Linked DNA regions of Mus musculus: all the other regions are linked to region 1. A link is a contact called in public HiCAR-type and promoter capture Hi-C data. All regions are on one chromosome and are shown on one strand. The core of a region is the stretch at or near the end of the contact, and the rest is flanking DNA. Distances in the headings are between cores, read along the strand shown. Region 1 holds the start of Higd2a (HIG1 domain family, member 2A). Region 2 holds the start of B230219D22Rik (RIKEN cDNA B230219D22 gene). Region 3 holds the start of Ddx46 (DEAD box helicase 46).

What was found. Promoter capture Hi-C pulls out the DNA fragments that hold promoters and counts their contacts. HiCAR-type assays count read pairs that join an accessible place to other places.
Region 2: a promoter capture Hi-C map of liver shows a contact between it and region 1, with 2.5 times the contacts expected there. The contact joins the promoter of B230219D22Rik here to the promoter of Higd2a in region 1. A contact is called at or near these places in 4 of 39 promoter capture datasets (the C10 cell line, liver and pre-B cells), 1 of 484 Hi-C or Micro-C datasets (pre-B cells) and 1 of 9 other capture datasets (adipose tissue).
Region 3: a HiCAR-type map of astrocytes shows a contact between it and region 1, with 4 times the contacts expected there. The contact joins the promoter of Ddx46 here to the promoter of Higd2a in region 1. A contact is called at or near these places in 4 of 39 promoter capture datasets (the C10 cell line, liver, neutrophils and 1 more), 2 of 115 datasets of contacts at active chromatin or transcription factors (astrocytes and pancreatic cancer cells) and 2 of 9 other capture datasets (liver and macrophages).

Annotation. Positions count from the first base shown.
Region 1 is chr13:54,587,627-54,592,352 of GRCm38.p6, forward strand. Higd2a (HIG1 domain family, member 2A) reads left to right here and starts at 2,605. Exons shown (of 2, transcript NM_025933.3): 1 at 2,605-2,793; 2 at 3,098-3,521. The coding sequence starts at 2,640. The coding sequence ends at 3,264. It overlaps Nop16 (NOP16 nucleolar protein), which reads right to left and starts at 2,448. Exons shown (of 5, transcript NM_178605.4): 1 at 2,235-2,448; 2 at 2,037-2,145; 3 at 972-1,041. The coding sequence starts at 2,341.
Region 2 is chr13:55,691,316-55,696,041 of GRCm38.p6, forward strand. B230219D22Rik (RIKEN cDNA B230219D22 gene) reads left to right here and starts at 1,809. Exons shown (of 2, transcript NM_181278.2): 1 at 1,809-2,032.
Region 3 is chr13:55,632,456-55,637,181 of GRCm38.p6, forward strand. It overlaps Ddx46 (DEAD box helicase 46), which reads left to right and starts at 2,544. Exons shown (of 23, transcript NM_001282055.1): 1 at 2,544-2,740. The coding sequence starts at 2,724.

The sequences.
Region 1 (4,726 bases), core at 1,355-3,854:
AGCCAAATAGAAGACTCAAAATAATTTCATGTCAAGCATCTGTCTATTCAAATCAGGAGATGTGAAAAAATAAAATCACCTGAATGGAGGTATGGCTATAAGGCTGAGTGTACACTTAGCATTCAAGAGGCCCAGGGTTCAATTTCCAACACACAAATAAAAAATGACAAGGGGCTAGAGAGATGGCTCAGCAGTTAAGAGCACTGACTGCTCTTCCAGAGGGCCTGAGTTCAATTCCCAGCAATCAGGTGGTGGCTCACAACCCTCTGTAATGGGATCCGATGCCCCCTTCTGGTGTGTCTGAACACGCTACAGTGTACTCCATATGCATACAATAAAAATAAATTAATTAAAAAAAATACACACACACAATAAACCTACAACAGGTAGGGAAAAGGTTAGGCAAGGATTCAAGAATATTCTCAGCCCGGTGTGGTGGCGCAAACCTTTAATCCCAGCACTTGGGAGACAGAGGCAGGAGGATTTCTGTTCGAGGACAGCCTGGTCTACAGAGTGAGTTCCAGGACAGCCAGGGCTACACAGAGAAACCCTGTCTTGAAACAAACAAACAAACAAACAAACAAACAAAGAATATTCTCTTTCCTGCAGGGTGTGTGCCTCTCTCTACAGCAGGAACACATGGGGAGTAAATGTATCACTGGACAGACTAAATGACAGGCCAAGCTCTCGAGTCATGAGAAACTGGGCACAAGCCTGAGACCTTCTTCTTCGTCCTTTCAGACACCCAGTTCTAGCTTGTATGAGCGTCTACTACCTTAGTTCATCCATTGAAATCTCATCAATATTAGCTGGAAAACAACTCAGCCAGGGCACAGTACTACTTGTGAACCCTGGACTTCTTCGTTTCTCTCTCTTTGAATCTTGGGCTCTCTGGCTGTAGAGTGAAGAGTCAGAGTGCCCTTTCTACATGAGAGAGGACAGGACGGTAGAAGAACACAGCCCACACTCACCATTTACCACATAGGGCTTCCGTACAAGATCCCGGGGTCGCTCCTCCGTGTCTACCTCCATGGCCTTTACCTGTAAAGAACAGGTTTGAGACCAACAGACAAGCACCTTTGGTCAGAGTTTGACCAACGTTAGGGAAGGACATTCCCTATGGAAACACAACTATGTCTTGTATCAGAAAATCCTTGCCCAAAGTCACTAGAACCAGATCACACCACACACGGTATGTTCATGCTCACACTCACATGTCATACCACACACAGTATGCTCATGCTCACACTCACATGTCACACCACACATGGTATGTTAATGCTCACACTCACATGTCACACCACACATGATATGTTCATACAGTTGCATATGACACCCACAGTAATATTTTTAACAAGCAATTCATCTTTCTGCCTATATCTATGCTTTCCTTACTCTGCTGTGTAGTAGCACCACAAAAACCATGTGCATGAAGAGCGCTTTATAAGTTACAGGGAGCCATGTCCGATAGCTTCTTCATGGGGAGGACTTACCTGCCAGTGCTTAGTTATAATTTTACTAAAAAAAAAAAAAAAAAAAAAAAAACTCTTGGGGTAAGCCGGGGGGTGTTGGTGCACGCCTTTAATCCCAGCACTTGGGAGGCAGAGGCAGGCAGATTTCTGAGTTCGAGGCCAGCCTGGTCTACAAAGTAAGTTCCAGCACAGCCAGGGCTATACAGAAAAACCCTGTCTCGAAAAACGAAAAAACAACAAAACAAAAAAAACCCCTCAAGCTCTGGGGGACAGAAAAAGATACATTCTAGAAAATTCCACTGACCTGAGAAGAAATGGTAAGCAGAGGAGGGGGCGTGAATAAAGGAGGTCGTTAAAGGTCTTTGACCAGAATTAGTGCAAGCAAAATGACTTTATCACAAATATGGGAAGTAAGTGTGTGTGTGTGTGTGTGAGAGAGAGAGAGAGAGAGAGAGAGAGAGAGAACAAATTCTGAAACTCTGCTCAGTGAAGGAACGTCAGGTGGGAAGGAAAATAGGAAGCGGCTAGTGTGGAGATGGGGAAAGTGCTTTGCGTTATCAGTACCTTCTTCTTACGGAGGGGAACCGCCTTGTTGGGGTCCATGGCCAACCCCATCTCCGCCAGGTTCTGCCGCACGGATTTGGTGTGGTCCCAGGCATGTCGTATGTGGGAACTAACATCAAAGAGAGAGAGAGAAATCGAGATTCTGTCACCTCACCTTAGATCCCAGCCCAGGCCCCCGCCTCCAAACTGGCCCCTCACCACTCAATCCGTGGCGCTGCCTTCCGACGAGCATTCCGGTTCAGACGCTTTCGGTTGACGTTGTAACCGAACTTCTGCCTCCGAGTCTTTCCCTTAGCCTTGGGCATCTCGCTAACTGCCCCAACAGCAGCTCAAACCCTTGAAACAGCAGCTCAAACTCAAGAACCACGCTCTCAGAGCCGCGTGTTAATAGTCTCCGTCCACCCGTGCGCGCAAGGATTCTTGGGAAATGTAGTTTTAGTAGTTAGTGCCTCCACATTCACTTACTACAACTCCCAGAAAGCAACGGGCAATGGCGCCTGCGTGCTACACTCAGCAAGCTATTTCCCCGCCCCGTAGTGACCTCATCAGAAGGCGGGGTCCGGTGTCCGGATTTGTGTCCTACCTATTTCTGTGCTGGTGGGTATGGCGGCTCCCGGTCCTGTGAGTCCAGAGGCGCCTTTTGATCCGTCCAAGCCCCCAGTTATCGAGGGCTTCAGCCCCACGGTCTACTCCAACCCAGAGGGCTTTAAGGAAAAGTTTATTCGCAAGACCCGTGAGAACCCAATGGTGCCTATAGGTAAGTGTGTGCTGTAGGAACGGAAGACCGAGAGGACAGCGGTTTCGTAGGGAAAGGAAATAGGGGTGGATCAAGTAAGCCTGGGGTTTGGGAAGGGGAGCGGACCAGAGGTGTGACGAAATGACGGTGCGGGGTGGGGGGTGACTGAAACGAATCGGAATGCATTGCGGGGCTTGGGACTAGATGAAGCAGACTGTAGAACTGCCCTCCTGTTGTGGCTCTGGGAAAGCTGGGACGGGCTACATCCTTAAGGGACCTGCAGGACCCGACCTGTTGCCTCCCGCGTGTGTTGTCCTCTCCCCAGGCTGTCTGGGGACGGCGGCTGCCCTCACCTATGGCCTTTACTGCTTCCACCGCGGCCAGAGCCACCGATCCCAACTCATGATGCGCACCCGGATCGCTGCACAGGGTTTCACGGTCGTAGCCATCTTGTTGGGGTTAGCGGCATCTGCTATGAAGTCTCAAGCCTGAGTATAGCCGGGTCTTAAAGCGCCATGGAAACCATTACAAAACCCAGGAACAACAGACATCCCTGTCAGACTTGCTCCCTCCGTTTCAGACCGGACCTTATTGTCATTTGGGTGAGGAAGTGGCCGATTTTGTAACTGATTTGCGCTTCCACCGCTGCCCCCTCCCGCTCCCAAAATCCCAGGTTCATTTCAGTTGGGTTGCATGCTTCTATTTGTGATGCGTCCCCTTAATTACTTAATAAAAGCTTATTACACTTGTATGTGATGAACTATTTCTTAATCTCATTCCTACGATCAAAACCATGATTTTTCCTTTAAATTTTTAAGAGGGAACAGGCTGTCAGTAGGACTGGCCTTTAAAAATCAGCTAGGTCTGACAGTGCATGCCTATTGCCTTAACTGTTCTGAAGGTTGAGGGAGAAGAAAGAATCTTGCCTGACTGCACATGACTTCAAGAGTTCAAGATCACCGGGCAGTGGTGGCACATGCCTTTAATCCCAGCGCTTGGGAGGCAGAGGCAGGTGGGTTTCTGAGTTTGAGGCCAGCCTAGTCTACAGAGTGAGTTCCAGGACAGCCAGGGCTATACAGAGCCTGTCTCGAAACCCTGTCTCGGAAAAAAAAAAAAATGCAAGATCACTCAGTAGAGTAACTTAGACTCTGTATCATTTAAAATGGCCTGAGGGTACAGCTCAGCAGTACAGTACATAGTGATTGTGAGGCCGGAGGTTTATTCTCCAGTTGTGAAAGAGGAACATAGAGCCTAGTGCTATCCAAACTTTCCTCGGCACTGTCAAGTTACTTGGGGCACTGGTTAAAAGTAGAGATTCCCAAATGTTCATTCTTGGGATTCTAATTCAGTGAGCTGTTTGATGTAATACGGGAAAGTTTGCCAGCAATTTCCAAGTTTCTGTAGCCTGTAGATGAGGCCTGTCGTGGTCCTGTTGTGAGTCAGGATGTTCAAACACACACCACCACCATTCTTTGACTACTTCTCTTACTCCGGTGCAGCCTCCTCTGCGACCCTCCACTCTGCTGATCTCTTTACCACTCCAGCTTTTGACACAGGCGTCTCAAAGGCATTTGTGATCTGTAGTCACTGTGTTGCTTTGAGGAACCGAATCCTCCCATGGGTCACCCTGCCTCTCTGAATACCTCCTGAAGGGGAAAGGGAAGAAAGTGAAGATACATTTCTTGGGCCCTGACATGTTTTCAATCTCTGAGTGGAAGGTCCGTGACTAGAGCTAGGTGTTTGTATCTCCATCATGATCTTAACCACAAGGCATATTGCCAGTGTGGAACACTGCATTGTGAAGCCCTCAGGATGCAAGAACAGGGCATAAGGAGCTGAAGATGGTGCCGTATTTAAAGGTAATGTCCACCTAGTGTTATGATGCCCCCACCCCCTAAAATACATTTAAAAGTCGAACTCCAACTCTTAATTTTTTAGGCCTTATTTGGCAATA
Region 2 (4,726 bases), core at 559-3,058, 1.1 Mb after region 1:
GGCCCATTGGAGCAGCTGCCAGTGGTTCTCTCTATCAGACAGGAGTCTCCTTGGCAGCTCTGGGATTTGTGGGTTTTTTTTTTCCATTAAAAAAAAAACAATAATAGCAAAACTATGTTGTTAATGCCCGCTTTAGTACCTTTGAAGAGAGGGGCTGTTTGCTCCTTGGGTACCATGGGGAATCTAGGGTTATTGTTGCCTCCTGCTGGGGAGGTTTTGGTTTTCCCTCAGAAGTCTATTTAGAGACAGAAGACTGTCAATTTCCTTCTTTCTTTCTTTCTTTCTTTCTTTCTTTCTTTCTTTCTTTCAAGATTTATTTATTTATTTCCTGTATGTAAGTGTACTGTCACTGACACACCAGAAGAGGGCATCAGATCTCATTACAGATGGTTGTGAGCCACCATGTGGTTGCTGGGAATTGAACTCAGGACCTCTGGAAGAACAGTCAGTGCTCTTAACCACTGAGCCATAACTCCAGCCCAATACTATCAATTTCATGTTCCGGGCTTATAGTAAGAACTCTGAATCCAGGATAATTCTACAACCAAGCGACTCAGAAGGAAATACCGCCAAATGGAATTAGGCTAGTGGTTCCGCCTTTTAGGATAAAGGATATGGCACATTGTAGAGATGTCAGGGATTAAAAAAAAAAAAAAAACTAAATACTACAGGGCACCCCACATAAAATACCTTAATTATTACACATCTTACATCTGAGAGCCCTAACACCATCACCATCTGAATATTCTCATGTTTGGATATGGGCAGTCCTGCCCTACCCACCCTTAAGAAACTAAAGGGCAGACACTGAGTCTTTTTGTTTGTTTGTTTGTTTGTTTGGGGAGGGTTTCAAGGCAGGCTGTCCTGGAACTCACTCTGTAGACCAGGCTGGCCTCAAACTCAGAAATCCGCCTACTTTTGCCTCCCAAGTGCTGGGATTAAAGGCGTGCGCCACCACTGCCCAGTTTTGAGTTGGTTATTTATTTATTTAGCCATTGTGGGATTTCAGAATCATTTTTATTTGCATTTCCATGATGACTAAGGATTTTCAACATTTCTTTTAGATTTATTTGGGAATACTTCTGCTGCCTGGAGATGAGCTAACTTGAAGCCCAAGGATAGTAAGTACCATGGCTAGAAAATTCTCAAAGACTGAGGTAAGGCTGGGAGCTCCACCTTACCCCTGAGATGCTAGCTGCAGGAAAGAAGCAAGCTTTACTGGTACCTCTGCTGTGAACCCTGACCATGATGAGTCACCCGTGTGCCTACTCATATTGCCGTGCCTAACATTTCTGCTGGTTTATTTTTGTTTGTTCATGCTCTGTAGCCCAGGTTGACTCCAAACTCATTTTATGTATATGAGTACACTGTAGCTCTCAGACACACCAGAAGAGGGCAATCAGATCCCTTTACAGATGGTTGTGAGCCACCATGTGGTTGCTGGGACTTGAACTCAGGACCTCTGGAAGAGCAGTCTGTGCTCCTAACCACTGAGCCATCTCTCCAGCCCCCAGACAATGAATGAGTCTTAAGGGCTGCAGACAGGCATGAGCAAACATCGTTTTCAAACAGCTGTGTAAACGGCTTCTGGACAACTGCAGCGGGCTTCAAACGATGCCTGCGTCACGGAGTGACCCTGCATTCTGGGAAGTCACCGAGCCGACCATCCGCTCGCTCATCTTGGCGGGACTGGAGCTCCGCACAGGGACCGTCCGCTTCGCGCGCGCCTGCGCACTCCGTTCGCGGGCCGCGCGAAGAGTCTCGCGATACTTAGGCGTGCCTGCGCCTGCGCAGGCGGCGCTCACATTCCGGGGCTGTGGCGGCTTCTTCCTCCCGCGTCCGGGGCCCCGCGGTGAGGGCTCCAGGGAGTCGGGCGCTGGCGTGGCCTTCGCCGCCGCCGCCGCCGGCCCTCTGCCGTGACTGGACAGGGCCGCCCGGAGCGGGCGCGGCCGGAGTGAACGGAACGGGCGGGAGCTTTCCTGCCTATGGGCGGCCCCTGGGCGCTCTGAGGGCCGGGCTCCGAGCGGCCGAGGTAGGGCGCGGGGCGGCGGCTGGCGCGGGGCCCGGCGAGCGGGATGCGGGATGCGGCGGCGAGCGCGGGCGCCTCCTTCCTCCGGGGCGGCCTCCTTCCCCGCGGTACTTCCGCCCGGGCGCCCGCCGGCCTCGCGGCAAGCGGAAGTCACGGCGCGGGCCGCGCAGCCAGGGCTGCAGGGTGGGCGCGGGGCCGCAGTCTCGCCCTGGAGCTGCGGTCGTCCCCGCATCCCGAGAGCGCGGCGGGGAACGCCTCGGGGTCCCGTTAGGATGCTGACTTGGGGAAGCGCCGTGGGGCACGGCTAAGGAGCGCAGAGAAGACAAAGGAGACCGTTATTTATGTTGTGTAAACTTCTCGGGAGGCGGGAGCGGAGCAGCATCCTCAGTGGTTGACACGGCCTCCCACACTTGTTTAGAATTATAAAATCATATGTGATTATATACAGTAGTTAGCTAGATAGTAACAAAACACCGAGGGTTGTGGGATATTTGATCCTTGGAGGAGAACGGCGTGTGGGCCTTTGAAGCTTTGCTATATTTACAAAGCTTAAAGGTGCCTTGTGAATTTACTAAAAATAGTTTTTTTGGGAGCAATGTCTGCCACATTCAAGGTAAAAAAAAAAAAAGAAAGAAATGTGATTGTTTCATTGGAAGACGGCAGGATTAAACACCCACAGTAAAACTTAAGGGAAAGCAGGTCGCAGCAGACCTTCAAAACTACTAATTTAGTCACAGTGAAACTCCTCGCTGGCTTCCTTAAACTTACCGGTGCACCATTTTAAAAGATGCTTCTTCGTTTGTTTGATGTGTGCAAGGCATTGGGGTCCACCCCTAGTACCACAAACAAAACAAAACCAACTGTAGCCTTTGCTTTGCAACACGATTTGTTCTGTTAACTCCTAGCTTATGTTCCACCCACGTCTTAAGAGAAATTCCTCCGCCCACTTTTCTCAAATGTAACCTGCATCATTTTAGTGAACTTTGCATGGAAAGAATCCAAGAATAGCTGGGAAAAAAAGCAGTTAAGAGCGTGTACCAGGCTTGAAGAGAAGTAGGGTTTGGCTCCCTGCACTACGGTGCACTGGGAACCAAATGTAACTCCATGTGTTGCACCCCGGGGGGACTCACACTCATTTGTTCTCATGTAGACAAGCATAATTTAAAACATAAGGTAATAGCTGACCAAGCATGTTGGTTAACACCTTTACACCCATTACTTTCTTGGTGAGGCAGGAGGATTGTTATGAAGACAAACCTCAAAAATTAAAAATCCCCAAAAGCAAACCAAAGAATTATCAGCAGGTAGGTCTTAGAGTGGAAAGAGGTAGGCATTAATGCTAATGTGTTAGCCAAATGCTGAAATTTATCATGCATGTAAATATATGTGGTGGTTTTATACACAACGGACTTTATAGTGCCGAAATAGGTTGTAAGAATATTTTTTCTGGGCTGGAGAGATGGCTCAGTGGTTAAGAGCACTAGTCGGTCTTCCAGAGGTCCTGAGTTCAATTCCCAGAAATCACATTGTGGCTCACAACCATCTAAATAATGGGATCTGATGCCCTCTTTTATCATGCAGACATACATGCAAATGGAGTACGCATATGTATATAAGTAAGCTTTTTAAAAAGAATATTTTTTTCTATATCTGGAAGTCCCGTGTGTAAGAGAAAGAACTCCCACCTTACTACCTCATTTTTTGCTTTCTATGAAGCTCAGGGCTCGCTATGCCTCTGGATTCTCTGATTCAGCTTTCCCAGATAAGATTTGCAGGCATTCTTGCACATCTGTGTGTGCACATGTGTGTGCATTCGTATTGCCTAAGTCAGTGCCAGGCGTCTGCCTTGGTTGCTGCACTCCATCTTGGTTTTTGAGATAAAGTCTCCTACTGAGCTTGATCCTGGAGCTCTCAGTGTCACAGCTGACCAGTGCCTTATAGGACTCTGCTACCTCCCTCCTGGGGCTACAGACACAGGGCGCTGTACTTGACAGTTTTGTGTATGCTGGAGATCCAAACCTGAGCCAGCGCCAAGGGTTTGTGTTTGTTTGTTTGTTTTGTTTTTTGAGGCCCTGGCTGTTCTGGAATTTGCTTGCAATATCTAGAGAAAATTTTGGTTGTCATAAACTTGGGGAAAAGCACTATTACATCCAGTGGGGTTCTGTTAAACAGCCTCAGTGTAGAGAAGACATGCCTGGCTGCTCAGTGTAGAGAAGACATGCCTGGCTGCCATGACTATGCCATGCCAACACCAATTGTTGGCTCTCTTTTCAGATTATCTGAATTCCTATTTGCTTTGTAATCTCCTAATGAGTGTCCTGTCAGGTTGCTTGAAGTCAATTCCCATTTCTTTAAAGAAAGGAAAAACAGCCTTGTGTGTGTGTGTGTGTGTGTGTGTGTGTGTGTGTGTGTGTGTGTGTGACTATTTGTGTTGATGCAGTGGGCAGTGGCCAGGGTATTGAGTGCCCTCTGTCAGTCTCTCTGTCTTTCCCTCCCCTTGTCTGGCCCCCCCCCCCCCCCCCCCCCCCCCCCCCGTCAGGTTTTCTTTGTGTAGCCCTGGCTGTCCTGGAATTAGCTCTGTAGACTAGGCTGGCCTTGAACTCATAGAGATCACCTGCCTCTGCCTCCTGAGTTCTGGGATTAAAAATGAGTCACCACAGCAAGGCTCTACCTGTCCTTTTGAGGCAAGGGTCTCTC
Region 3 (4,726 bases), core at 1,294-3,793, 1.0 Mb after region 1:
AGCCTGAAAGAGGTAGCTAGATGTATCGTTTCTTGAGTCGATGTACACGTACATATTTAAAGGGAGACGTGGTTACAGTTTGTACCCGTGGGCCGTAGTGGAGCTTGGAGACAGGATGCCTGCCTAGCACTAACGCTGACGTTTGAGGGGTGGGCAGTTACCCAAGTATTTATACGTTATTTTTTAAAGATTTATTTATTTATTATAGGTAAGTACACTATCTGTCTTCAGATACCCCAGAAGAGGGCATCAGATCTCATTACAGATGGTTGTGAGCCACCATGTGGTTGCTGGGATTTGAACTCAGAACCTTCGGAAGAGCAGTCAGTGCTCTTACCCACTAAGCCATCTCTCCAGCCCTATGCATTTTTTTAAAGGTTTATATTCTATGCATCTTGTATTCATCTCTTTTTTGTTTAGATTTAGTTTTATTTGATGTGTCTGCGTGTCCTGCCTGCATGTTTGCCTGTGTACCTTGTGCATGTCTGGTACTTGCAGAGGCCTGAAGAGGGAGTCAGATGAATCCCCTGGAGTTGTAAACAGTTGCGAGCGGCCCTGTGGGGACTGGGAACTGAATCAAAAGTCCTCTGCAAGAGCAGACAGCAATTGCTCTTAACTGTGTACCTGCCTCTCCAGCTCTACCAAAAATGTGCTTCTCTAGTCACAGTCATAGTTGGGAATTTTCTCTTGTACATTCTCACAAGTGTGTCTTTGTCTTTTGCCTTGACTTTCTGTGCTGCAACCAAACTCAGGCCTTGTGCACACCAGCTTGGTGGTCTGACATTGAGCTACATGTCTTTTAAGATTGTTCCTATTAGATTTATTCATTTTATCTTGTGTGTTTTGCCTGCCTGTATGTATTTATACCATATGTGTGCTTGGTGCTTAGGGAGGTAAGAAGAGAGCATTGGAGCCCCTGGAATTAGAGTTATGAATGGTTCTGAACCACCGTGTCTGTAATGGGAATCGAACCCAGATCTTCCGCAGGAGCAACAAGGGCTCTTTACCTCTGAGAAATCTTTTTAGCTATGCAGAGTATCTTTTAAAACCAAACTCGAACAGAAATGTTAAATTTGGCTGGGCAGTGGTGGCACACACTTTTAATCCCAGCACTTGGGAGGCAGAGGCAGGTGGATTTTTGAGTTCGAGGCCAACCTGGTCTACAGAGTGAGTTCCAGGATAGCCAGGGCTACAGAGAAACCCTGTCTTGAAAAAAAGAAAAAAAAAAAAAAAAAAAAAGAAACCAAAATTCTGGTCTACAGAGTGAGTTCCAGGACAGCCAGGGCTACACAGAGAAAGCCTGTCTCAATAAACAAAGAAAACAAACAAACAAACAAACAAAAATAGGCCAGGCAGTAGTGACGCATGACTTTAATCCCAGCACTTGGGAGGCAGAGGCAGATGGATTTCTGAGTTCGAGGCCAGCCTGGTCTACAGAGTGAGTTCCAGGACAGCCAGGGCTACACAGAGAAACCCTGTCTCAGAAAACCAACCAACCAACCAACCAACCAGCCAACCAAAAACCAATGACCGCACCTGCCAATGGTGTGATGCATGGCCCCAGGCATCCAGGTGTTCTTCTAGAATGCATTGTCTGTTCCTTTTCTGGTTTTGAGTTTGTTTTAAAATAGTTGCTCAGTGGTTCCCTTTATTAGGCCTAATTGGTTTTCATGAAAACATCCTTTTCCTAGGAAGGCATAGACGCCTCCATTTTTTGCAGTCATGAAGTTAGTCTTTTGCAGTCTTGGAGGACCTCTGTAGGTAGGGAATCTATTTGCTCTTGCTTTGCTTTGTTCTACCAAGGCCAGGTTGTCTTTAATCTGATTGGTCATTTGAGGTGTTTGTAGGCATAGGAAATCCTTTGGGAGGGCTTCTTTGTTCCAGTATAGGGGTAAGTTCGGTAAGTAAAACACTTAAAGGACAGGTCAAAATGTGAATATAAAGATAATAAGCAGAAATGGAGTGATCCAGACAAAGAGCCAGAGCAAGAGGGAGGCCCGTGCTTTTTGTCTGGTGCCTTTGGGCCCCATTTCCTGAGCGGTTGAACGGATCATGTATTCCCCCCTGCCCCGAAAGCTTCCCAGTGTTAAGAACTATTATAATCCTTAGTGCAGTTTATCTCTGTTCTGTAGATTCTAAGTCTTCACATCTCATATTGAAGAGTCTTTCCTCTTCAGTATGATGCTCCTTGTGTCGAAGACACATCACTACTATTAGTTGTCAGGATCTGGCATACACATAAGTGACTCAGTACGGAGCATATAAGGAGACAGGAGCATTAGTTAATGCAGATTAAGGCAAACAGACACACTCCCTGGGAGAGCCGCAGGCTGCATTAGGTTCCTCGGTGGTCTGCAGCGAAGACCCTTTGCAAGGCTGACCTGGCTGATGGCACACTCCATAGCGCCAAAAAGGGCTGCGGGTTGCGCTAGAAAAGTAAGTTGTTGCTGCCGGCGCAGCCCGCGCCGCGCGGCCTCCAGTCGGTTGGTGGCGCTCTGGAGAAGCAGCCGCTTCCTTCCGCCCGCTCCTTCCTTCCGCACCCCGGCACCAGCACATCCTGTTTTCGTTGGCCACGCTCTGATGGCGGTCACTGCTGGAGCTCTGTCCATTTCGTAGGACCGGTCCTCGCTCGGTACCGTGAGAGCTTGCTGCCTCCCTCCTTTGTCCTCTTCATAGGCCTGCGCATCGTCCCCGAGGGCGCAGGCCTTCTGCTGGCCGGCAGCATGGGCCGGGAGTCTCGGTGAGTCCGCGGGCGAGCGGCTTCTTGGGCTCGGAGGGGAGCGAGCGGGTGGAGGGAGCGGCGCTGCGGGTAGAGTGCGGGTGGCCGCGCGTGTGGCTGCTGAGGACCCGGTCACCCGGGCTGTGACGAGGCGCAGCTGGCATGCAGGGCAGCCGATTGCCGTGAGCTTGCGACCACCGGTCGAGCCCTGAGCGGGAACAGTCCCCCTGACCCCACCCCGCCCATCACGGAGCCTCCCGCCTCATCCCCCGGGTCAACCCAGAGCCGGTTCACTCCCGTTCCTCTTCGTCTTCACAACATTGTTTGCCTCCACTCTGGGTTACTTTCGTGCGCACGTGGGCCTCTCTGCCTAAGTCATTTAGAAGGAGCGTATGCAGGCCTTTTTTACGCACCTGCTATATGTGCAGGACCGGCTTTTATTGGGTTACAACAAAAACACCTGTTCCATGGCCATTTATTCCGCGGATACATTTTGTTACTATGTTGCCTGCTTCTTTGTGAAACCTTTCACGCGGGCACCTTACGGTGTCTTCAAAACTTTAGGTTTTAATAACGGATTAGGACCTTGAGGTAGATGATGATGATATTATTACTACTACTACTATTATTATAATCATCATCTTGAAAGATGAGATGACTGGTATGTATGTAGCCAGTCTGAAAGGTACTGTGGTTCACTGTGTAGGGAGAATGAAAACTTGGCGTACTGGGTTAAAACTTAGGTTCAGGGAAACAAGCCAAGTGTGAGTGGAGCAGCTTGAAATTTTTGCAAACCAAAAAAACCTGTAGCATCTTCCGTATAAAGGGTGTATTGCCAGTGACCATGGTTCTTTTTTTGGGGGGGTGGGGGGTCCGAGACAGGGTTTCTCTGTATAGCCCTGGCTGTTCTGGAACTTACTTTGTAGACTAGGCTGGCCTCGAATTCAGAAATCTGCCTGCCTCTGCCTCCTGAGTGCTGGGATTAAAGGCGTGCGCCACCACACCCGGCCTGAATTACCTTTCTTGATCTTGCTGTTATAATTATTATATTTGTATTGCTGGAATCAAAATAACAATAAGACCTTGCCATTTTTTGACTTAGTATCTGTTGGATCCTGTTACTTTCAAGAGGAAATTCAGACTCCCCAGACCTTTCGCAGAAGGTCCTTTTCACCCATTTACCTGCGTACAGTTGACTTCCTGTGGTGCCTGGCTTCCGCTCATCTGGAGCTTTCTAGGTAGATCCTGAGAAGGCTCAGAAAGCGAATGGATTGTTGATTCCTAGTAATGGCAGCCTTCAGTGATGGCGAGGAAGGCTGCTATGAGCTGATGTCAGGGCCTCACACATTCGGAACATGGGCTGGACGACCATGGCCTCTCCCCTCAGCACAGCCTCCCTTTCCTGCTTATTCTGGTCCCATGTGGAGACACCCAGCCCTTCTCTCTTGCCCTCATACTTGGTATTTAATTCATAATTAAGATGAGTCAGTGCTAGTGTTTTGGGCTTCTATGTTTTATCTCCACTGGAGATCTTGGTATTTCTCAGCATCTACTCTCGCTATTCTGACCTAAGCGGGGCTTCTCTGAAGCCGGATGCTTGCTTCAGTCTCATGGTTTCTCTCCTCCTGTTGCCTCCTCCGTTTGATCTGTTCTGTGCTCAGCAACAAGACAATACTTTCGTTTTTATAGATACAAGCTGCGCTTCCAACTGCCAGAGGCACTGCCTCCACCCCTGAGTGCTGGCATTGCATACCTGATTCTTGAGTGATAACTTTAAAAATAGTCATGCTTAAACATCTTCCGGTAACTTTTTCCTTTTTTGTTATTTATTGTAAGAATATTTACTCATGGGGCTGGAGAGGTGGCTCAGTGGTTCAAAGCCCTGGGTTTGCTCCAGAGGATCCAGGTTCAATTCCTAGCATCCACGTGGCTCACAGCTGTCTGTAACTCCAGTTCCACGAGTGCGCGCGCGCGCACACACACACACACACACACACACACATTTGT